7 separate regions of the Mus musculus genome follow, and all the other regions are linked to region 3. The links are chromatin contacts, called in public promoter capture Hi-C maps. All regions are on one chromosome and are shown on one strand. The core of a region is the stretch at or near the end of the contact, and the rest is flanking DNA. Distances in the headings are between cores, read along the strand shown. Region 1 holds the start of Arl10 (ADP-ribosylation factor-like 10). Region 2 holds the start of Thoc3 (THO complex 3). Region 3 holds the start of B230219D22Rik (RIKEN cDNA B230219D22 gene). Region 4 holds the start of Faf2 (Fas associated factor family member 2). Region 5 holds the start of Simc1 (SUMO-interacting motifs containing 1). Region 6 holds the start of Rnf44 (ring finger protein 44). Region 7 holds the start of Smad5 (SMAD family member 5).

Evidence for each region. Promoter capture Hi-C pulls out the DNA fragments that hold promoters and counts their contacts. Capture Hi-C pulls out chosen DNA fragments and counts their contacts.
Region 1: a promoter capture Hi-C map of liver shows a contact between it and region 3, with 2.2 times the contacts expected there. The contact joins the promoter of Arl10 here to the promoter of B230219D22Rik in region 3. A contact is called at or near these places in 5 of 39 promoter capture datasets (the C10 cell line, hematopoietic stem and progenitor cells, liver and 1 more), 1 of 115 datasets of contacts at active chromatin or transcription factors (fibro-adipogenic progenitors) and 2 of 9 other capture datasets (liver and macrophages).
Region 2: a promoter capture Hi-C map of liver shows a contact between it and region 3, with 2.2 times the contacts expected there. The contact joins the promoter of Thoc3 here to the promoter of B230219D22Rik in region 3. A contact is called at or near these places in 1 of 39 promoter capture datasets (liver) and 1 of 484 Hi-C or Micro-C datasets (B cells).
Region 4: a promoter capture Hi-C map of adipose tissue shows a contact between it and region 3, with 2.2 times the contacts expected there. The contact joins the promoter of Faf2 here to the promoter of B230219D22Rik in region 3. A contact is called at or near these places in 3 of 39 promoter capture datasets (hippocampal neurons, liver and neutrophils), 1 of 115 datasets of contacts at active chromatin or transcription factors (extraembryonic endoderm stem cells) and 1 of 9 other capture datasets (adipose tissue).
Region 5: a promoter capture Hi-C map of pre-B cells shows a contact between it and region 3, with 2.4 times the contacts expected there. The contact joins the promoter of Simc1 here to the promoter of B230219D22Rik in region 3.
Region 6: a contact with region 3 is called in a promoter capture Hi-C map of liver, with 3 times the contacts expected there. The contact joins the promoter of Rnf44 here to the promoter of B230219D22Rik in region 3. A contact is called at or near these places in 6 of 39 promoter capture datasets (the C10 cell line, cranial neural crest, liver and 3 more), 2 of 484 Hi-C or Micro-C datasets (B cells and CD8 T cells), 5 of 115 datasets of contacts at active chromatin or transcription factors (bone marrow-derived dendritic cells, embryonic stem cells, pancreatic cancer cells and 2 more) and 2 of 9 other capture datasets (adipose tissue and liver).
Region 7: a promoter capture Hi-C map of liver shows a contact between it and region 3, with 2.6 times the contacts expected there. The contact joins the promoter of Smad5 here to the promoter of B230219D22Rik in region 3. A contact is called at or near these places in 3 of 39 promoter capture datasets (the 3T3-L1 cell line, liver and pre-B cells) and 1 of 115 datasets of contacts at active chromatin or transcription factors (pancreatic cancer cells).

What each region holds. Positions count from the first base shown.
Region 1 is chr13:54,573,617-54,576,611 of GRCm38.p6, reverse strand. Arl10 (ADP-ribosylation factor-like 10) reads right to left here and starts at 1,565. Exons shown (of 4, transcript NM_019968.3): 1 at 1,335-1,565; 2 at 664-862. The coding sequence starts at 1,517.
Region 2 is chr13:54,467,498-54,470,406 of GRCm38.p6, reverse strand. Thoc3 (THO complex 3) reads left to right here and starts at 1,567. Exons shown (of 6, transcript NM_028597.3): 1 at 1,567-1,866; 2 at 2,425-2,581. The coding sequence starts at 1,600.
Region 3 is chr13:55,691,660-55,694,661 of GRCm38.p6, reverse strand. It overlaps B230219D22Rik (RIKEN cDNA B230219D22 gene), which reads right to left and starts at 1,538. Exons shown (of 2, transcript NM_181278.2): 1 at 1,315-1,538.
Region 4 is chr13:54,620,048-54,623,094 of GRCm38.p6, reverse strand. Faf2 (Fas associated factor family member 2) reads right to left here and starts at 1,311. Exons shown (of 11, transcript NM_178397.3): 1 at 1,192-1,311. The coding sequence starts at 1,254.
Region 5 is chr13:54,502,395-54,505,094 of GRCm38.p6, reverse strand. Simc1 (SUMO-interacting motifs containing 1) reads right to left here and starts at 1,290. Exons shown (of 10, transcript NM_176987.4): 1 at 1,091-1,290. The coding sequence starts at 1,219. It overlaps LOC115486438 (a long non-coding RNA gene), which reads left to right and starts at 781. Exons shown (of 3, transcript NR_168901.1): 1 at 781-1,326.
Region 6 is chr13:54,686,306-54,689,064 of GRCm38.p6, reverse strand. It overlaps Rnf44 (ring finger protein 44), which reads left to right and starts at 1,257. Exons shown (of 11, transcript NM_001146026.1): 1 at 1,257-1,571.
Region 7 is chr13:56,701,616-56,704,647 of GRCm38.p6, reverse strand. Smad5 (SMAD family member 5) reads right to left here and starts at 1,638. Exons shown (of 7, transcript NM_008541.3): 1 at 1,517-1,638.

The DNA of each region.
Region 1 (2,995 bases), core at 316-2,815, 1.1 Mb after region 3:
GAAAAGACACTATAGCTCAGAATGAGTGGTAGTAGTTTGTCAAGTGTTCCAAGCAGAGAGATGCATGCAAAGAACAGGTAAGAAACAAGTCCCCTTCGTGAGGGCCAGGAGGACCTGCTGCATGAGAACACCGGGCTGGAGAGATGGCTAAGCCATTACGGGCACTGGCTGCTCTTCCAGAGGTCCTGAGTTCAAACCCCAGCAACCACATGGTGGCTCACAACCATCTATAGGGGGATCCGATGCCCTCTTCAGGCAGCCAGAACACTGGAACACTGGGGGAAACCTTTCGTGATCTAGCTTGTCAGAAACCTGTTTGTACATGTATCTAACAGGCAGGTTAACTGATGGCAGTTTTGTGGAGTTGTGTGGGGTATTTTATAAGCAGTGTTTGTCAAATACCTGGCATATGAACCCTTAGCTGTTAGTCTGCCAGTGTAAGGCATGTGTGGTGAAAGGTAGGTGGACCATTTGGATACACAGGATAAGGAAAAATCCTAAGTGTTAGAATGTTCTGTATCTTGTGCCCTGAAGAGAAGCAGGAAGGGTTTCATAAAGGGGAAATGTCCTGATTAGAAATGCATTGTATGATAATCTCCAAATAATCTAGGCCCTGGGGCATCAGTGAGGACAGGGAGAAGGGGGAGTGTGTCTCTTGCTCACTCTCTAACAGGTCCACCTCGAAATTCTTGGTAGGCAGCCGAACAGAGTTGAAGCCCCAGGTAGGGACGTGGCCTTCCACCGGTGGCTTCCCGGCCAGCATGCGCAAGAACGTGCTTTTCCCTGAGCCATCCAAGCCCAGCACCAACACTTCCCGCTGCTCCAGCTCTTCCAAGGCCGGCTCATCTTCCTCGTCCTCGGGCTGTGGGACAGAGACGAAGGCTGCAATCCCCAACCTCCTTCTTGACCCTCCCTTCCCTAGGGACAACGAAGTGCACCACGGTGCCCCTGCACGCCATCCACGCGTCCCGGGGCAGGCACCTGTGGTCTGACATTGCAGGGCAGGAGCTGCTTTTTGAGTCCTAAACTAAAAGTCTCACTTTTCTTTTTGACTCCTCATGATTTCGCGCACAATCTTTCTCATCATAAATCCTTGGCTTCCACGAACAGTAAACCCAAGACAATCCCAAGATCTCACGATTATCCGGCACCGGGAATGAGGGCTCTACCAGGGATCCCCGGGGCGGCGCCACTGCGCTTACTGCACTGTCGCCTGGCTGGCTCCTACCGCGCCCACGGGGCTACCGAGCCCGATGCCCTGCCCGGGCCCTCGCGCTTGCACTCCGCGCTCACAGCATGCGTAGGCCTCCCTGACCTCGGCGGCTCGCACTCACCTCCCACTCGTCCCACTGAGGGAGGCGGGCAGTGTCCGCGCCCCACCAGGCCTCGCCCCGGTCCCAGCGCCGCTCCCGGCCGCGGCCGAAGTAAGCTTTCCAGAGGATAAAGAGCACAGAGCCCAGCACGGCTGCGGCGCCACCCAGAGCCAGCACCAAGGGGCCCAGCGGCCGCGGCGCCATTTGGCCTGGGAGCAAGACCGACCAGCCTGCGGTGGAAGATGGAGCTGTGGCCGCGCCCACCCGCCGGACCCCGCCACACTACAAGCCCCACAATGCACTGCTCGCTGCCAGCGAAGGCTGCGCTTGTATTGCGGTGGGGAAGGGGCACTAGGGTGGGATGGGCTTTCCGAGTAGGGGTTCGGTCCAGGATGGATCTTCCACTCCCTGACCAGTGTGGTAGAAGTGAGGCTGTGCGGACCTGTTGAGTCCCTTCAGAGAAGGAAACACTGAGACTTAGCAGGTATTAAGTTGCTCAAGGTCGCACCATAGTCTAGTTTGGCATTTAAACCCAATCTATGTCACCTGGGTATTTCTCAGGACCACAAAAAAGAGAAATCTCGAAACTAATTATATGGGATCATACGCCAGTGGGATGGCAGAAGGAAGAAGTTTCTCCAAACCTTTGGTGGCTTACTGTGCACAGCAATGAAGAATGTCTGTCTGGCAAGGAAAGTTCAGAGCAATCACATTGTCAGCCACTCCCAGAGACTGCAGGGCTTCCAAGTACTGCATCAGAGAGAAGAGAAACAGGAAAAAAAATGGTGCCCCAAGCTACAGCAGTCCTTTGGCCTTCACTGCGTCTGCGGGATAATGGGAGAGAGTGTCCCAGTGTCCAGCTATGCCTGCCTCTTTAAAGTAGCACGCACACTACACACTCCTTAGCCAGTTTCTCTGTGCCCTAACCTCTGTTCTTTTTGGGCCCCCTTACTTTTGGCTACATATCTATGCTGCTTCCCCTTCTGTCTTGACTTCTTGTTTCTTAGGGTTTTTTGTTTTGGTTTGGTTTTTGGTTTTTCGAGACAGGGTTTCTTTGTGTAGCCCTGGCTGTCCTGGAACTCACTCTGTAGACCAGGCTGGCCTTGAACTCAGAAATTCGCCTGCCTCTGCCTCCCAAGTGCTGGGGATTAAAGACGTGTGCCACCACGCCCGGCTTTGTTTCTTAGTTTTAAAAAATACCTCTATCGGAGTTGTAGAGATGACACTGGTTCAGAGCACTGGTTGCTCTTTCAGAGGACCTGATGAGTTCTACTCCGAGAACTCACACAGCTGCTCCCAACCTTCTGTAACTGCAGATCTTATCTGGCTTCTGCAAACACCATGCACACTCATGCCCACAGTGCCCAGATATACAAGCAGGCAAAATACCTCTATAAAAAAAAAATCTCAATAGCAACACCTCTTTGGGGGAGGTTCATTTTGCTTATTTGATAGAAGTCTGGAGGTAGCAGAATAGAGCACTCTGAAAGGTTTTACTCTCAGTGGCACTCAACCTCATGGTGACTCTTTAATATAGTTCCTCATGTTGTGGTGACCCCAACCATAAGATTTTCTTTGCTTGCTACTTGGTAACTCTAATTTTGCTACCGTTGTGAATTGCAATGTAAAAGCTTGTGATTGTGGGTTGAGAACCATTGATTCAGAAATTACTATTTGCAGAG
Region 2 (2,909 bases), core at 318-2,817, 1.2 Mb after region 3:
ATGTAGGGAAAATACACAGGAATTCCAGTCCCAGACAGAGTACAGAACACGGTATTCAGGGATAGACCCATTTAAAATGATTTCATGGATATGCATGTGTGAGTACACGTGTGTATGTGGGGGCCAGAGGACAACACGGAGGTGGTTCTGAGGCACCATCCCTTGTTCTGTTTTGAGAAAGGGTCACTCATTAGCCCGGGACTTGCCAAGGAAGTTAGACAGCTAGCCAGTGAGTCCTAGGGATCTGCCTGTCCCTGTCTCCCCAGTGATGGGGTTATAAGCCTGCGACACCACAGCTGGCTTCATAAGGACATTTTCACACGAATATTTGTTGGATATATTCCTCTGGTGTCCCCTATCCCTGCACAGTTCTTCTCCAGTGCTTGGCGAATCCTGGCTGTGCACCATTGTTTTTTTCCACCCGGGTATCTTTTGGTTTAACAGAGACATAAGTGGGAGGATCAGAGATGTGAGCATGGCACACAAAATGGTCATTGTACTTTCCGCTATTTTCTTTTAGTTTACTATCATGTATATACAATATCCTTTAACAACCAAGATCAAAAGACAGAAAAACGTCTTGGGAGGCAGAGGCAGGCGGATGTCTGTGTGTTCGAGGCCAGCCTGGTCTGTAGAGTGAGTTCCAGGGCAGTCAGGGATACACTGAGAAGCCCTGTCTTCAAAAACTAAAAACAAAAACAAAACCCCCGAACAAACCAAATCTCAAATTAACCGAACAACTTTTCCCAAGTCCAACCGACAAACCCACATTTCTTTTTTCTTTTTTTTTTCTTTTTTTTTTTTTTTTTTTTTTTTTTTTGGTTTTTCGAGACAGGGTTTCTCTGTATAGCCCTGGCTGTCCTGGAGCTCACGTTGTAGACCAGGCTGGCCTCGAACTCAGAAATCCGCCTGCCTCTGCCTCCCGAGTGGTGGGATTAAAGGCGTGCGCCACCACGCCCGGCTCAAACCCACATTTCTTATCAATTCCTTCATTCCACAAACATCTAACCTTTCTCCAGGAGCGACAACTTGCAATGGCCTTTTGCTTTAAGGGCACGATGAGGACCTTACAGTGAAAAACAACTCTAGAAAAAAGATATTTTACATGCAGGTAAACTGGAGGATTTATCTTGACTCTCTTTTTTGAATAAGCAAGGCTACCAAGAAACTGGTAAGAAGACCATTTAAAAAAAAAGTTGAACTCTTGGTGGGGGGTGGGGAGGGGGAGGGAAGCAAGTCGGGCAGTGGTGGCACACGCCTTTAATCCCAGCACTTGGGAGGCAGAGACAGGCAGTTTTCTGAGTTAGAGGCCAGCCTGGTCTAGAGTGAGTTCCAGGACAGCCAGGAAACAAACAAAGAAACCCTGTCTCGAAAACAAAACAAAACAAAACAAACCAAACAAAAAAAAGCGAATTTAAGGAAGAATCAGTCCTATTTCAAAAGGGAAAGGTGGACGCGCGCTGCATGGCGGGATTTGTAGTTCCGCGAGTGAGAGGCGCCAGCGCGGAGCGACGCGGCGCTTTTTCGGCGCATGTGCAGGGCGACGGCGCCAGACTCAGAGTATCCAGCTTCCGGCGCGCGGTCCGTGAGGAGGGAGGCATGGCGGCGCCCGCTGCGGTCCTGGGCCCCTCGGCCCTCGGCCAGAGCGGCCCCGGCTCGATGGCGCCCTGGTGCTCAGTGAGCAGTGGCCCGTCTCGTTACGTGCTCGGGATGCAGGAGCTCTTCCGAGGCCACAGCAAGACGCGCGAATTCCCGGCGCACAGTGCTAAGGTGCACTCGGTCGCCTGGAGCTGCGATGGCCGTCGCTTGGCCTCGGGGTCCTTCGACAAGACTGCCAGCGTGTTCTTGCTGGAGAAGGACCGGCTGGTGAGCTTGTAGGGCACGGGCTTGGCGGAGAAGAGGGCTGTGTGCGGAGGGAGAAAAAGCAGGAGAGGTAGGGGTATGGCCTGTCGTTGGCGGTGATGAGGAAGGGGTTTGGGGCTGGAAGAGTTGGAATGACGAAGGGGGTGAGGCTGCCTGGCGGAGAGCAGAGAGCGAACTTAGTGGCAGTAAAGAGGTGTGGCGACGTGGCTGCGGGCCGGGGGAGGTTGAAGTCAGGTGGCAGAAAGTGGTGAGGGTCTAGAAGAGCCCTGGTGACGAGTGGCTAGGGACTAATGGGGTGGTAGAGCCCCTAGGGTGGAGAGGAAGGCTTTATTTGAAAATGATAGCGCAGGACAGGTTGGTTGAGGTGGTGGTGGAAAAAGAAAGAAGGGAGGCCAGGAAGGGCCAATGTCAAAGCTCAGAGAGGTTCATGGGGGGGGGGGGGAGGGGGTGTTGTAGTTTTGGAAAAAGAATTAGATTTCTGTTTTGAATTATCCAGATCTTTGCTGGTTTCAAGGCACCACTGTTTGGATAAAAGTGGCATCTGGATTCTGTTCTTTTAAGGTCAAAGAAAACAACTACCGGGGCCACGGAGATAGTGTGGACCAGCTTTGTTGGCACCCAAGCAACCCTGACCTCTTTGTCACCGCATCTGGAGATAAAACCATTCGCATCTGGGATGTGAGGACTACAAAATGCATCGCCACTGTGAATACGAAAGGTGAGTTCAGAGAGAGGGGGTTCTGGAGGAAAAGCTAGTGTGATCTGCAGCAAGCATCTTTGTAGCAAGTGCAGGTTATCAGGATGGGTTGTATGTGTCTGTCTGGAGAAGACAGGAACAGAACAGAGCACTTTTCTGGCAGGCTGTAGATGTATAGGAGAGCAGTGGAAACTATACAAGAGTAGTATGTGCAGAGGCGTGGAGAGTTTGGGAGATTCAGGCAGGTTACAATGGCTGAGAAACCATGGGCGATCTGGAAAGTTGTGCGTTTTGTTTAAAGGCTGTGTTCAAAGAAGCAGTGTGGTAGTTTGAGTAGGCTTGGCCCAGG
Region 3 (3,002 bases), core at 289-2,788:
CTCTAAGACCTACCTGCTGATAATTCTTTGGTTTGCTTTTGGGGATTTTTAATTTTTGAGGTTTGTCTTCATAACAATCCTCCTGCCTCACCAAGAAAGTAATGGGTGTAAAGGTGTTAACCAACATGCTTGGTCAGCTATTACCTTATGTTTTAAATTATGCTTGTCTACATGAGAACAAATGAGTGTGAGTCCCCCCGGGGTGCAACACATGGAGTTACATTTGGTTCCCAGTGCACCGTAGTGCAGGGAGCCAAACCCTACTTCTCTTCAAGCCTGGTACACGCTCTTAACTGCTTTTTTTCCCAGCTATTCTTGGATTCTTTCCATGCAAAGTTCACTAAAATGATGCAGGTTACATTTGAGAAAAGTGGGCGGAGGAATTTCTCTTAAGACGTGGGTGGAACATAAGCTAGGAGTTAACAGAACAAATCGTGTTGCAAAGCAAAGGCTACAGTTGGTTTTGTTTTGTTTGTGGTACTAGGGGTGGACCCCAATGCCTTGCACACATCAAACAAACGAAGAAGCATCTTTTAAAATGGTGCACCGGTAAGTTTAAGGAAGCCAGCGAGGAGTTTCACTGTGACTAAATTAGTAGTTTTGAAGGTCTGCTGCGACCTGCTTTCCCTTAAGTTTTACTGTGGGTGTTTAATCCTGCCGTCTTCCAATGAAACAATCACATTTCTTTCTTTTTTTTTTTTTACCTTGAATGTGGCAGACATTGCTCCCAAAAAAACTATTTTTAGTAAATTCACAAGGCACCTTTAAGCTTTGTAAATATAGCAAAGCTTCAAAGGCCCACACGCCGTTCTCCTCCAAGGATCAAATATCCCACAACCCTCGGTGTTTTGTTACTATCTAGCTAACTACTGTATATAATCACATATGATTTTATAATTCTAAACAAGTGTGGGAGGCCGTGTCAACCACTGAGGATGCTGCTCCGCTCCCGCCTCCCGAGAAGTTTACACAACATAAATAACGGTCTCCTTTGTCTTCTCTGCGCTCCTTAGCCGTGCCCCACGGCGCTTCCCCAAGTCAGCATCCTAACGGGACCCCGAGGCGTTCCCCGCCGCGCTCTCGGGATGCGGGGACGACCGCAGCTCCAGGGCGAGACTGCGGCCCCGCGCCCACCCTGCAGCCCTGGCTGCGCGGCCCGCGCCGTGACTTCCGCTTGCCGCGAGGCCGGCGGGCGCCCGGGCGGAAGTACCGCGGGGAAGGAGGCCGCCCCGGAGGAAGGAGGCGCCCGCGCTCGCCGCCGCATCCCGCATCCCGCTCGCCGGGCCCCGCGCCAGCCGCCGCCCCGCGCCCTACCTCGGCCGCTCGGAGCCCGGCCCTCAGAGCGCCCAGGGGCCGCCCATAGGCAGGAAAGCTCCCGCCCGTTCCGTTCACTCCGGCCGCGCCCGCTCCGGGCGGCCCTGTCCAGTCACGGCAGAGGGCCGGCGGCGGCGGCGGCGAAGGCCACGCCAGCGCCCGACTCCCTGGAGCCCTCACCGCGGGGCCCCGGACGCGGGAGGAAGAAGCCGCCACAGCCCCGGAATGTGAGCGCCGCCTGCGCAGGCGCAGGCACGCCTAAGTATCGCGAGACTCTTCGCGCGGCCCGCGAACGGAGTGCGCAGGCGCGCGCGAAGCGGACGGTCCCTGTGCGGAGCTCCAGTCCCGCCAAGATGAGCGAGCGGATGGTCGGCTCGGTGACTTCCCAGAATGCAGGGTCACTCCGTGACGCAGGCATCGTTTGAAGCCCGCTGCAGTTGTCCAGAAGCCGTTTACACAGCTGTTTGAAAACGATGTTTGCTCATGCCTGTCTGCAGCCCTTAAGACTCATTCATTGTCTGGGGGCTGGAGAGATGGCTCAGTGGTTAGGAGCACAGACTGCTCTTCCAGAGGTCCTGAGTTCAAGTCCCAGCAACCACATGGTGGCTCACAACCATCTGTAAAGGGATCTGATTGCCCTCTTCTGGTGTGTCTGAGAGCTACAGTGTACTCATATACATAAAATGAGTTTGGAGTCAACCTGGGCTACAGAGCATGAACAAACAAAAATAAACCAGCAGAAATGTTAGGCACGGCAATATGAGTAGGCACACGGGTGACTCATCATGGTCAGGGTTCACAGCAGAGGTACCAGTAAAGCTTGCTTCTTTCCTGCAGCTAGCATCTCAGGGGTAAGGTGGAGCTCCCAGCCTTACCTCAGTCTTTGAGAATTTTCTAGCCATGGTACTTACTATCCTTGGGCTTCAAGTTAGCTCATCTCCAGGCAGCAGAAGTATTCCCAAATAAATCTAAAAGAAATGTTGAAAATCCTTAGTCATCATGGAAATGCAAATAAAAATGATTCTGAAATCCCACAATGGCTAAATAAATAAATAACCAACTCAAAACTGGGCAGTGGTGGCGCACGCCTTTAATCCCAGCACTTGGGAGGCAAAAGTAGGCGGATTTCTGAGTTTGAGGCCAGCCTGGTCTACAGAGTGAGTTCCAGGACAGCCTGCCTTGAAACCCTCCCCAAACAAACAAACAAACAAACAAAAAGACTCAGTGTCTGCCCTTTAGTTTCTTAAGGGTGGGTAGGGCAGGACTGCCCATATCCAAACATGAGAATATTCAGATGGTGATGGTGTTAGGGCTCTCAGATGTAAGATGTGTAATAATTAAGGTATTTTATGTGGGGTGCCCTGTAGTATTTAGTTTTTTTTTTTTTTTTAATCCCTGACATCTCTACAATGTGCCATATCCTTTATCCTAAAAGGCGGAACCACTAGCCTAATTCCATTTGGCGGTATTTCCTTCTGAGTCGCTTGGTTGTAGAATTATCCTGGATTCAGAGTTCTTACTATAAGCCCGGAACATGAAATTGATAGTATTGGGCTGGAGTTATGGCTCAGTGGTTAAGAGCACTGACTGTTCTTCCAGAGGTCCTGAGTTCAATTCCCAGCAACCACATGGTGGCTCACAACCATCTGTAATGAGATCTGATGCCCTCTTCTGGTGTGTCAGTGACA
Region 4 (3,047 bases), core at 62-2,561, 1.1 Mb after region 3:
GTGCTAAAAAAAATCAATATTTAGCACATTTCCTATTAGAAAATGAGTTCTATTGACTTCAATTTATCTGGAAAATGATTATTAATAGTAACAACTGTTTAGGCACATTTTACAGTTTACAAAGTTGTCTTCTTCTTCTTTTTTTTTTTTTGTTTTTTTTTTTTTTGTTTTTTGTTTTTTCGAGACAGGGTTTCTCTGTGTAGCCCTGGCTGTCCTGGAACTCACTCTGTAGACCAGGCTGGCCTCGAACTCAGAAATCCCCCTGCCTCTGCCTCCCGAGTACTGGGATTAAAGGCGTGCGCCACCACTGCCCGGCCCCAAAGTCTTCTAAATACCGTGTAACACCCATAAACTCAGTTTACCTCCTAAAACATCCGCAAGGGAATAGACATTTTGAAGTTATATGTAAGAACTAAGGATACGGCTAATGCCATGGTTACCACCACCCGGGTGGCATCCTCCCACCAGACCCTCCACCTGATTAAAGTGCTTAGAGCCTTTTTTTTTTTAAAACAAAACAAAACAAAACCAGAAACATCCACTTAATGGGGCGGGTCCTGCAGGTTGCCACCCTCCTCAAGCAGAGTCAGCCGTTCAGGAGCAAGCCGAAGGGCAACAAATCCAGTCAGAGGCCTTCGATGATACTTCATGTTACATTGTTTCCTCCAGAGGCGTCCTCCCACATTTCTAGGGCAGGTGCCAGGTCTGTGTGTGGGCGCTTCTTTTCCCCACTACAACCACCCAACACGAGCCCTAGGGACCACCGAGAGACCCCCAGCAAGCGTCGGTGAATAACATGGGATGGTGGTGGTCTGCGGTCCAGCCCTGCAAGCTGATGCCAACTCTGCGATTGGGGATCTGAGTTATCTCTAGCACATCCCCACCAATCGATGGGCGGAGAGGGTCTGGCGGGTTAATCAGGCCGGCAAGGATTGCAGACCAGCGACGCTACGGGAAATCAAGGCAGCTGACCCACTGTGGTCGAGCCCGGCTAGCAGAGGTGGCTGGAAGGCTGAGGACCCACAGAGGTTGGGCGCCGGGGAAATCCGGGCAGTTGGCGTCTGGGGGGGAGGGGGCCGCCTGCGGGTTTGAAACTGGTCCCAACCCCAACCTGAGGATGGTTTTGCGCTCCTCTAGGGTCCCACTCCCCATCCCGCGGCGGCCTGGGCTGCACCGAGAACTCGCTGCTACCTGAAACTGCAGCAGCTTCTCGGTCTGCTCCTGAGTTAGATCCTGCTCCTCAGGCGCCGCCATTTTGCCGCCGCCTCTACGCTCCTGACCCGTCCGCACCGTCACCCGCCGGAAGTGATCTCAGGTGTAACCACTTCCGGCCTGAACCGCCGCCGGGACTCAACTGCGTCTGCGCGCGCTAACTCGCGGGCACCCTCCCCGCCCCCTTCCGAATCTCGCCACCAGAGGGCGACGTTCGCGTGTCTAGGCCGAACAATTCAGGACCCTGCCGATCTATCTCCCAAAGATCTAAAATTGATGAAAAGATGACAGACCCCAGAGGGTCAGTGTACCTCCAGGAGCTCGAGAGAGTCCCGCAATTTGGCTGCTCCTTAACCGTTTTTTTAAATTATCTACGATATTCTTGAAGATTTCTCAGGAAACGATTGCTTTCACGAAATAGCGCCAGTTTGATACTTAATCCTTTCATAAAGTTGGTCTGCCTTATTAGGGGAAACAGTGGTGAGGCTTTGTTGTCTCTTGCTAGGAGTGTCTGTAACCAGGTTAATGGTGCTTCCCAGACACTCAGCTCTGTACCTCGTCCAACCTCATGCCCAGGCCACTCGCCCTTCATCCCTTTGACAGACCAAAGATAAGATAGTTGGTCTGAGTCAAGGAAACTTGACTTTAAGTGTGTATGATTCCTTGCATACGAAGGGTATCCTGGAGCAAGCCACCTAGACTCTGTTACTTTTGGTTGAACGCGATTGACTTAAAGCCTGCCCATTCCTCCTTTGCCTTTTCCTGGGCACACTGCGGTGGCCAAGACTTGAAGATCTTGAACTCAAGAGCAACCTGCACTACATAATGAGACCGTGTGTCAAAACGACAACAATCAAAGGAACAACACACACACACACACACACACACACACACACCCCGAGTGCATTTTATTCCTAACCTTTAGGCCCTTCTTAGCCTAATATTGTCCAATAAAAACGTGAGCCACACGAGCAATTTTTTAATAGCAGCCATACTAGGGAGAAGTGATGTTCTGCTGATGGGAAACTAAATTATTAGTTCATCCATTACAGAAATCAGAATAAAGACTCCCCTCACAATTAGTTAGAACTGTTATACAACCCAGCTACACCAGTTCTGGTGCACACTTCCAAGAGTCAAAGTCAGTTTACTATAGACATACCTGTAATTCACATACTTACTGATATGCACAATAAATCATAGACTCAGCCTAAGTGTCTACCAGTAGATGAGTGGACAAAAAAAAAAAAAAAAGTCTGTATATAGCAGGGCATGGCAGCACATACCTTTAATCCCAGTACTCAGTTGGTAGAGGCAGGTGGATCCCTGAGTTCCAGGTCAGCCTGGTCTACAAATCAAGTTCCAGAACAGCCAGGGCTACACAGGGGAAACCCAGTCTCAAAAACAAAACAAAATTCTAGCACTGGAGAGATGGCTCAGCAGTTAAGAGCATTGTCTATTCTTCCAGAGGACTTAAGTTCAGTTCCCAGCACCAACATGGCAGCTCGAAAAAGTCTAAAACTCCAGTTCCAGACATTCATAGGTGCAGGGAAAACAACAATGCACTTAAAATAAAAAAGTTTGCCAGGCGGTGGTGGCACACGCCTTTAATCCCAGCACTTGGGAGGCAGAAGCAGGCAGATTTCTTAGTTCGAGGCCAACCTGGTCTACAGAGTGAGTTCCAGGATAGCCAGGGGTGAGTTTAGAGGAGCTCTGAGGACAACTGGGGACAGTTAGTAATGAATGCAAATTGGTTCTAGGATCCAGGAGCTACGCAAACACTAAATGACTCTGTGATTTAAAGGACTCATTGCTCTTGCAGGGGACCTGGATTT
Region 5 (2,700 bases), core at 41-2,540, 1.2 Mb after region 3:
CTGTGAGAAAGCAGGTTAAGCAAGCCAGAGGTGGCAAGCCGGTAAAGAAAGCATCGCTTCACCATACGGCCTCTGCACAACCTCTACTTCCAAATTCCTGCCCTGCTTGAATTCTTGTCCTGACTTCTTTAGTATGAACAGCGAAGTGTAAACTAAACCAATTTCTCTCCAAGTTGCTTTGGGTCATGGTGTTTCATCACAGCAACAGTAATCCTAAGACACCTACCTTTGGGTGTAGGAAGACTTCCCAAAGGCAACTTAGAATGAATGAGCACTCAAAATGTGATTTACACGCTTATAGAGTAGCTGACATTGATTTAGGACACATATTAGGAAGAACAGAGAAGGATCCCTTGATTTTTGAAGCCACAGCATGTAGATCATGGTAGGGGTCAGGTCACTAAATTTCTGTGGAGAGTTCTAGAAAGCCAGAGACCACAGATATTTTTATTCCATCACTTCAGGAGCAGGGACAAAGATAAAGAACCGAAGGAAAAACAAAGGTGGGAGTGCCCCGCCCCCTGGCTTTGTATGTGATTCGCATCTGCAAAGCAAAATTAACTGTCCTTCTCCACAACTCAAAAATCGGGGCCCTAGCTCAAGAACTAGGCCCTGCAGCGCAGCCGCCACCATGCCAAGGGCGGCGCTTCCCTCGCTCGCAGCCGGGGCTCCTGTTACCTCCTTGCACACATCTGTGCCCATCATAAGCCAAACAATTACGCGCTCCCGCGCGCCCGCCTCGAGGTCCGGGTGGCGGCTGCGGCCTGGCCAGGACCCCCCACTCCTCCCGCTGCCAAAGCTCTGGAGCCAGCTCGGGCCGGAGGCCACCGCCGGCCACCGCTTGGCAGCTCGCACTGGTGCTCAGTGTGTCGCCCATGTGCTCGGCCGGCTCCGCAGCACAACCCTGTAGGGCTCAGCGCTGGCCAGCCCGAGGCCTGCCTTGCCAGCGGCGCCACCGAGCTCCTCGAGGCCCGAGGCCGCCAAAGGCGGGAAGACACGGCGGCGGGGAGCCAGGGTCGCAACGCTGAGGCCCCGAGGGGGCGACGCTCGGCTCCCGTCGGGCGTGGCGAGCGGCAGTGGATTCACTCACCACGGTTCGGCGGGGCAGCGCGCCGGGGGTCCGAGACAGGGCCCGGCGCAGCCTCCGCGCCCTGCCCGAGCGGGTCCCGGCCGAGCTCTCGGAGCCACTGTCGTCGGAGATCACGATAAAGTCCTCCATGGCTACGGGCCCGGCGGAGCCACGCGCGAGCGGCGAGCGGCCCCGGCGACTCCGACTCCGGTTCCAGCTGCTGAAGCGACTGCAGCGAAGGCGTCGCAGACACCGGGGTTAGTACCCCGCCGGCCCCGCCCCCTCCATTGCCCCGCCCCCACCGCGCCCCGCCTCCAGAGGACCGGTCCCGCTCGGAGCCCCGCCTATCTCGGGGGCAGCCGCGCGCCCGGGTCAGGGCAGTGTCACAGAACCCTGGAGGAGCCAGGCTCCCTTTCCCTCAGAGAAGGAGAGAGAGGGAAGAGAGGGAAAGGGAGGGATAGAACCGAGGGGCTGGGCCGCATGGTCGGCGGGCTTGAAAAACGCTGAGGTTGAGAGGTTGTCCGCCGCCGCTCTCAACCGATCACAGTGGGCAGTGCTGGTGACGAGCCCCTGGCTGCAGGTGTGAGGACTGGAGTGAGCTGATGGAGCCTCTGATAGCGCATTTAATTGACCCGGTAGTGGAGCCTGCACCTGGCAGAAGGAGCAGTGACGCCTTCGGGTTAAAGAAGCCCTGAGGGGCTGAAAAGGGTAACCTGAACCTAGGGTTTTATTGACTGGGGCTTCTGGCTGAGATAAGGGAGAGATACCCACTCTTGTGTGTGCAGGTAAATCCGTGGGATAAATTCCCAGAAGCAGGTTTATTGGATCAAATCTATGTTTTTATTGTTATTTTGACAAATGGTACCAAATTGTCTTAAGTTGTGCCGATTTGCGGTTTCACCAACAATACGTGTCGCAGGAATTTAAACTGTCAGATGTAAGAGTTTGTTGAGTTTCTAGTTGACAGAAACCACTGAAAAGGCACATACAGAGAGCTATGAGGTCCCAGAGTGCCCGTATACTCCAATGCTGTGAGCAAGCAGAAAATATAGGGATAAAATTGTATCCCCATCAGAGGGAAATATGGGTAAGTAGTGAATTCTTTGGTTGTTTTGTTGAAGGGTAGGGACATTAAATCAAAATAGGGCCCATGGCTATTTTAAAAATGTGCAATACTGACAAAACCCTGCTGCTTATGCTCAAGTAACTTCAAAAAATAGAATAATAAAATGTCTTTAACAAAAAGGGGGGAGTTCCTAGAGGCAAAGCTGTTGTGTGCTGTCTAAGCAGCGTGTGATGCAGTGTTTTCTAATCTTTAGTGAACTTCTGAATCAGCCAGAGAGTGTATAATAAAGTTTGCAGGACTACACACCAGTGTTTCTGACTGAGAAACTGAGTTTTGGGAGTGAGCCCCAAATTGGTATTTCTCTCAGGTTTCTAGGTGATATTGACATTGCTTAGAGTCTGGTGAACACACTTGAAGGTTCACTGCTCTGAGTCAGGCATCACGGTGCTTGCCTTGAATCCTAGCTCTTGAAAGGCCAAGGTCAGCCAGGGTGAGAGAAAGGGAGAGGAAGGAGGAGGAAAAGGAGGAGGGGAGAGGGAAAGGGGAGGGAAGGGAAGGAGAGAGA
Region 6 (2,759 bases), core at 8-2,507, 1.0 Mb after region 3:
CCTCCTGAACAGGTGCACCCTAATGAGAATTCCTGTGTCTTTTCCCAAATCACTTCCCACTGTATGCTGATACAATATTCAGTTGAAATTGATAATATTGTTACACCTTGTTAGTAAATTGGTTTGTTTTTTAAATATTTGGGATTATGGGATGCATCCACAAAGTACAGAGTGTCACCCATCTGTAGCCACAGAGGTTTAACAAATGTTGCCATTTTCTACTGACATCCTGTTCTGGGTTGGTGGACTCTGTAGTAGTCCAGTTACTACAGACCGGCCTAGTAGACATGAGTGCTTTAGGTAATGGTGATGTTCTGCTTATATAATCGATGCAGACACACCATACCCCACTTTGTATGTTTGCCTGGCCGGGGGGGGGGGGGGCATCCTAAGGGGACACCGACGTCTGCCCCCTCTCTCGCCTCAGCTGTGTTACTATCTGGGTGTGTGATATTTTTGTTGCTTGTATTTTGAAGACAAGGTCTCTGTAGCTATGTAGACCAGGCTGTTCTCGAACTATTGATCCGCCGGTCCTGGAGGAGTGACTCTTCTTTCCGGTACAGTGGCTTGCTTGTCCTGATCCCTAGGCTCTCAGTCGTTGAGAAGCTTAGAGAACTAAACTGCAGAAACCTCCCTGGGCCTGGTTCAGGAGATCCCAACTCTTCCCACTTCAGCTGAACTAGAGCCTCTCCACCCCTTTTCCCGGGCCGCGCTAGGGGCGGGGTGCCGAGATGTTTCTGTGACGTCAGCACGCGCAAGACCAATCCCCCTACCCAGGAGACGTTAAATCATTTGCATGGCTCCTCAGTCATTGGTCTCTTCAGCCCTGGGTTGTCCCAGCTGTTTAAAGGCGCCGTCTAACGGAACAGAAAGCGAGCGAGTAGAGAGGCGAGGTGAGCTATGAGGTCATCGCAGGCCTGCCGGGCTTGTGGTGACGTCATCTCCGGGAAGTGTGCTTGCCGAGCTAAGAGCGGTCCTCTCACCTCGGCTGCGTGAGAGGCTGCGTGCCCCACAGAGGCCGCGGCCCTAAGAAGGTAACCTTGACCTGTTAGTGCGTGCCACGGTCCCCGTACCTGGGCTCGCACCGCTCATCACCTGCGACTCGGCCTTGTGGGCTTTGAAGTATGAGGTGGGGGCGAAGAGGCTTTTTTAGCCAGCCTTTCAAGATGGCGACCCGCTAGTCACGTGCCGCCCGCAGGACGCGATTGGCCGACGCGCGGCGCGGGGCGGGGCCTGCGGGGCGGGGCCTGCGGGGCGGGGCGGGTGTCCGCTCTTGCCGCTACTGTTTGCTTGCGCGTCCTGGCGCGCCCCCGCGAGCCGCCTCCCGCGCTGCGCGCCCCCGCCGATCCGAATGTTGTGAATCAAAACGTGGGGCTGGTTCCATCCGGCCGCCGCGGACAGTTCTTAAAGGGCCAGCCCGCCGGAGAGCACAGCTGCGTCCTGCGCCGCCCTTCTCTCGGGCCCGGGCTGGGGAGGCGGAAGACAGAGCAGGCTCGCGAAGGAGCGGGCGCTTCACCGTCCGCACCCCGCATCGCGAACAAAGGAGCCCGCGTGTGGTCGGACGGCTGCCGGTGAGTCGGGCCGGGCCTCTTAACTTCGGACCCGCACCCCGGAACTACGGCTCCCTCGGGGACGCGTTGTTTGCCGGCCTCGTAGGCGTCGATCCCGGGCTGAGGGAGTGGTGGGAGACGGCGGCGGGGCCCCCGGGCCAGGTGCTGCCTGCGGCTACCTAGTCCGGGCCGCTCTTCTGCCTTGCAGAGCGCTGCGGTGGAGGGGAAGGAGCCAACCCCTCCCCCTGCAGCCGCCACTTCCTTTGTTGTTGCTTTTGTCTCACGCCGAGCACATGGTCCGGGATCCTCGGCTCTTAAAGTCACAGCGCTCTAGCCCCAGCGGTGCTGCCTGCCTTTTCCCCTCAGTGTTCCTCCGAGTGCGGCATTACGGAGTAAGGGGAACAACGGAGGCCCCTCCTGAGACAGGTGTACGAGCTTCGGTCCCATCCCCAAGGAGGGGTAGCTTTGGAAAACTGCTGGAGCCCCACGGCCTGCTTTGGGGAGGAGCCTTATCCTCTGGGACTTTGTTTTCCTTCCCCATAATGTGAACACCTAGTTTCTTGTCTGTGGCTTTTTTAGGGGCGCCCTGGGGAGATTTCAGTCTCTATTGTTAATAAGGCTTAGCCGAAACTAAAGGGGTTCTTTAACCAAGGTCACCCAGGGAGTCTAAGCTGGCCAAGGTGTGGTGGTTCCGCCCTAAATCGCCTCCTCGGCCTTTGTGGGAGTTGGGAAGCTCCTACTTAGAGGGAGGTACGGCGAGCATGTAGGGTAGGGGAACTTGTATTCCCACCTAAGCCTGCTCGTCTGCTAGAGGGAGTGAATCTTTCTGCAAACCGACCCTATTCGACTCTACTCAAGGGTTAGAATGTGTGCTTGGGACTCTGTACTTGGCTGGCGGGGTTGTGGACCCATGGGGACAAGAGATAGACTTAGGGGAGTTTACACAAACTTTATGGATAGAGAGCAGTACAGTGAAGAGAGGTGTGGGAAAGCAGTGGTGCTGGTTGACCTTGAGTGTGTTGATTGGTCCAGCTCAGTCACTCTTGCGTCTCTGGGACACTACTCACGCATAAAGATACTACATCTCACACGTGGCTCCTGAAGTACTCTGTAGTTTTCCCTCCGACCACTGTCATTGAGACTACTGGGGCTTTGGGTCTAGGGAACCAGCCAGGAGGACCAATTGTGTTCCCCGTGGTCTAGAACAAG
Region 7 (3,032 bases), core at 389-2,888, 1.0 Mb before region 3:
TAATTTCTGGGGTTCATTTTAGAGGGGGAAAATGTTACCAAAAAGGGTAAAAGGAATAATGTGATTTGTTACTACTGCTACTAACCTCATCTGGATCATAAGCTCTGATAGAGCAGTTGAGTGTGAAACCGTCCTGCTCCATGGAGGAACTGTTTCCATACAACAGGCATTATGGGCTGGCATCTAGCAGAAACCCTCAACTACTACTCTAAGCGTTTCTAAACCTACTGGGTTTTCAACTTTAACGGTAACTCCCATACACTAAGAAAATCCAAGCACTCTTTGTTTAAAAAAGAAACACACAGCCAGAGTTGGTGATGGCTCACCCCTGTAATCCCAGCACTTGGAAGCTGAGGCAGGAGGATTGGCCAGAGTTCAAGGTCTGCCTAGCAAAACCCTGTCAGAAAGAAAAGAAATCACATGTACCCTTTCGCTTAGCCTCTGTCAAAGCAACCAACAAATTCCATTGATCGCCCAGTGTCCGTTGCTAGGTAGGCATACACTTGATAGTGCTAGGCAACAGGCATGATGTGATCAACTCCACCAGACTTCAAAACTTTTTCCACAGAAAGATAAACAAGATATACTTAGCACCACACCCATCTAAACGCAGCAGCAGCCAGAAATACCCACCCCCCACCCCCCTCCAGCTGCTCAGGAAACACTGTCTTTTACGATCAAGATAAAGATCTAGCCTACAGTGTTCGGCCGTTCCTGCCTTCCAGGTTGGCCGGGACTCCTTTCGCCGGGGCCATCACAAACCGGACACACACACACACACACACACACACACACACAGAGACACGCTTCGGATCGCTGGCACACCTCCAAATACCTCGACCATCCCCGCCAGCTCCTTCTGCAACCGAAAAGTCCGGGCCACTGAGCATGCTCTGACCCTAAGACGGCCGCCACCGGGGAAGTTCCCAGAGCTTAGGGTTCCCGGCTCGGCGCAGCCAGAAGCGCAGAGGAGAAAGGGCAGGGGGAGGGGATGGAGTCTGAACTTGGGCACGCATGCCCAAGGGAACCACCGGGACCGGGGCAGAGACAAAAGCTGCTTCGCTTCCTCACACAAAGTTTAGCGCAGCGAGGGAGCCTCTGCGACGTCCGGAGAGTGACGGGCGGGCGAGCGGGCGGGCGGGCGGGCGGGCGGGCGCAGGGGCGGGTCGCCGCCAGCCGGCTGGCCGGAGTGTAATTCCCACCGATAAGCGCGGATCCTTATCTCCCAGACACAAAGCGGCGGGGCGCGCGCTCGGCCTAGGCCGCCTGCGCGGCTCCGCGCGCGGGCCCGGGCGTCGGTGGCGCGCCGAGGTGGCAGCGGCCTCGTCCGCGCCGGCCTCGTCGGCCGCGCGGGGCCTCCTTAGCACCGGGGCCTCCCGCGCTGCGCGGAGCCCCGTCCCGTGCCGTCAGGTCCCGCGTGGGGAGCCTCTAGGCCTCCAGCCTCACGCGGGCCGCTGCCGCCGGCGCTTGTCCCTCCGCCGGGCCCCGAGCGCCCGCCCTGGGGCCCCTCACTCACCTCCCCGCCGCCCAGGCGCGCTCTCCTCACGCCGTCGCCGCGCTGTGCACGCGCCGCAACTTTATTAGCAGCTCGGCCCCGGGACAAGCGCTCGGCGCCCGCTCGCCGGGGACCCGGATGATGAGGGGGAGGGGGGGCGGCGGCGGAGGGCCGCGGCGGCCGGCGCATGCGCGTCGGGAGTGGCCGAGGCCTGGCTTCTGCTGTCCGCAGCGAGCCTGGAAGTGGCACTTGGGTTAGCCAAGCTCACCCGCCTTATAGCGAAACGGTCGTCCTCGCTCTGGAGAGCTGGAGACCTTTCTAGCCAATCTAAAGCGTTAAAAAGTATCTTCAGCTACAACTTCGCCGTTTTCATTGATTTGTAATAGAAACCCTAAGAGACAGAGACCTCTGGCTGAGCATCAGATACCACACAGCTTACTAGATGTAGCCTTAATATTGCTCCCAAAGGGGGAAAATCCTCTGCAGGTGGAGATAGTGCTGAACCCGGAGCTGAGGACGAGTGGCCATTTCTCAGGACACAGTCCCAGCTGTTCACGGGACACCGCCCCACATCTGGAAGCCGGGAGCGCCTTGAGCTCTCAGGCTTCAGCAAGTGGAGGCTTAGAGGTGCTCGAGCTGTCTTACAGGGTAGCTCTGTACTAATCCGGCTGTCTGGCTTCTCTTCCCCTCCAAACGGTCAGCTTGGACAGCAAGGGAAAGCTTTTTAAAATAGTTTCGTGTTTATTTTTAAAGGTCTTTAAAACTGATCCCCCCCCCCCCCACACACACACACCGGTTTTCTTTTTGAGTAAATTGGAACTATTTTTAACCTTTCCCAGTCAATCCCATCCTCCAATATCAATTCTGTAGATCCCTAATTCTGACAGTTTCTCCTCACTTTTATTACCACCTCCTCCGCCTGAACCAGGGTCACCTCACTTGACACACAAATGCGGCGGTTTCCATGTTTCTCCAGACTCCAACGGCTTGTTTCTATTTGGAAGAGATTAAATAAATGCCGTGAGGAGGCGTTTATGGAAGCAGCCATGTCAAAGGGTGATAGGTGAGAATCCGGCCAGAGCTGGGGAACTAGAGAGAGAGCACCAAGGGAAGGCAGCAGCTGTGACTGCAGCCAACCATCCGCAGGAAGAAATGTGGCAGTGTCCGCCCATTATTGGCAGATCTTCTGGCTTTTCGAAGAAAGTTGGAAATGCATCTTTTTCTATACTAAAAGGAAATCACACATTTATCTGATCAGCTGCCTCTTTGTCTCTTTCCTGGGCTCCCTGACCTGCCCTCCCCTTCTCTTTTTTAGACATTGAGAAGACTCACCCTGGTACAAGCCAAACAAAACAAGCCCATGGTCCCAATATAGCCTACAGGCCATCAGTGTGCAATCTCAGGTCTCCATCTTAAACTTCTTTACTACATCATAAACTCTGCGCAGGAGGACTCTGTATGCGCCAACACTGCCTGGCTTACTGATTCCTGGCTGTTAAGTCTTTGCTGTTACCGGCCCTTGGAAGGCATGGCTTCT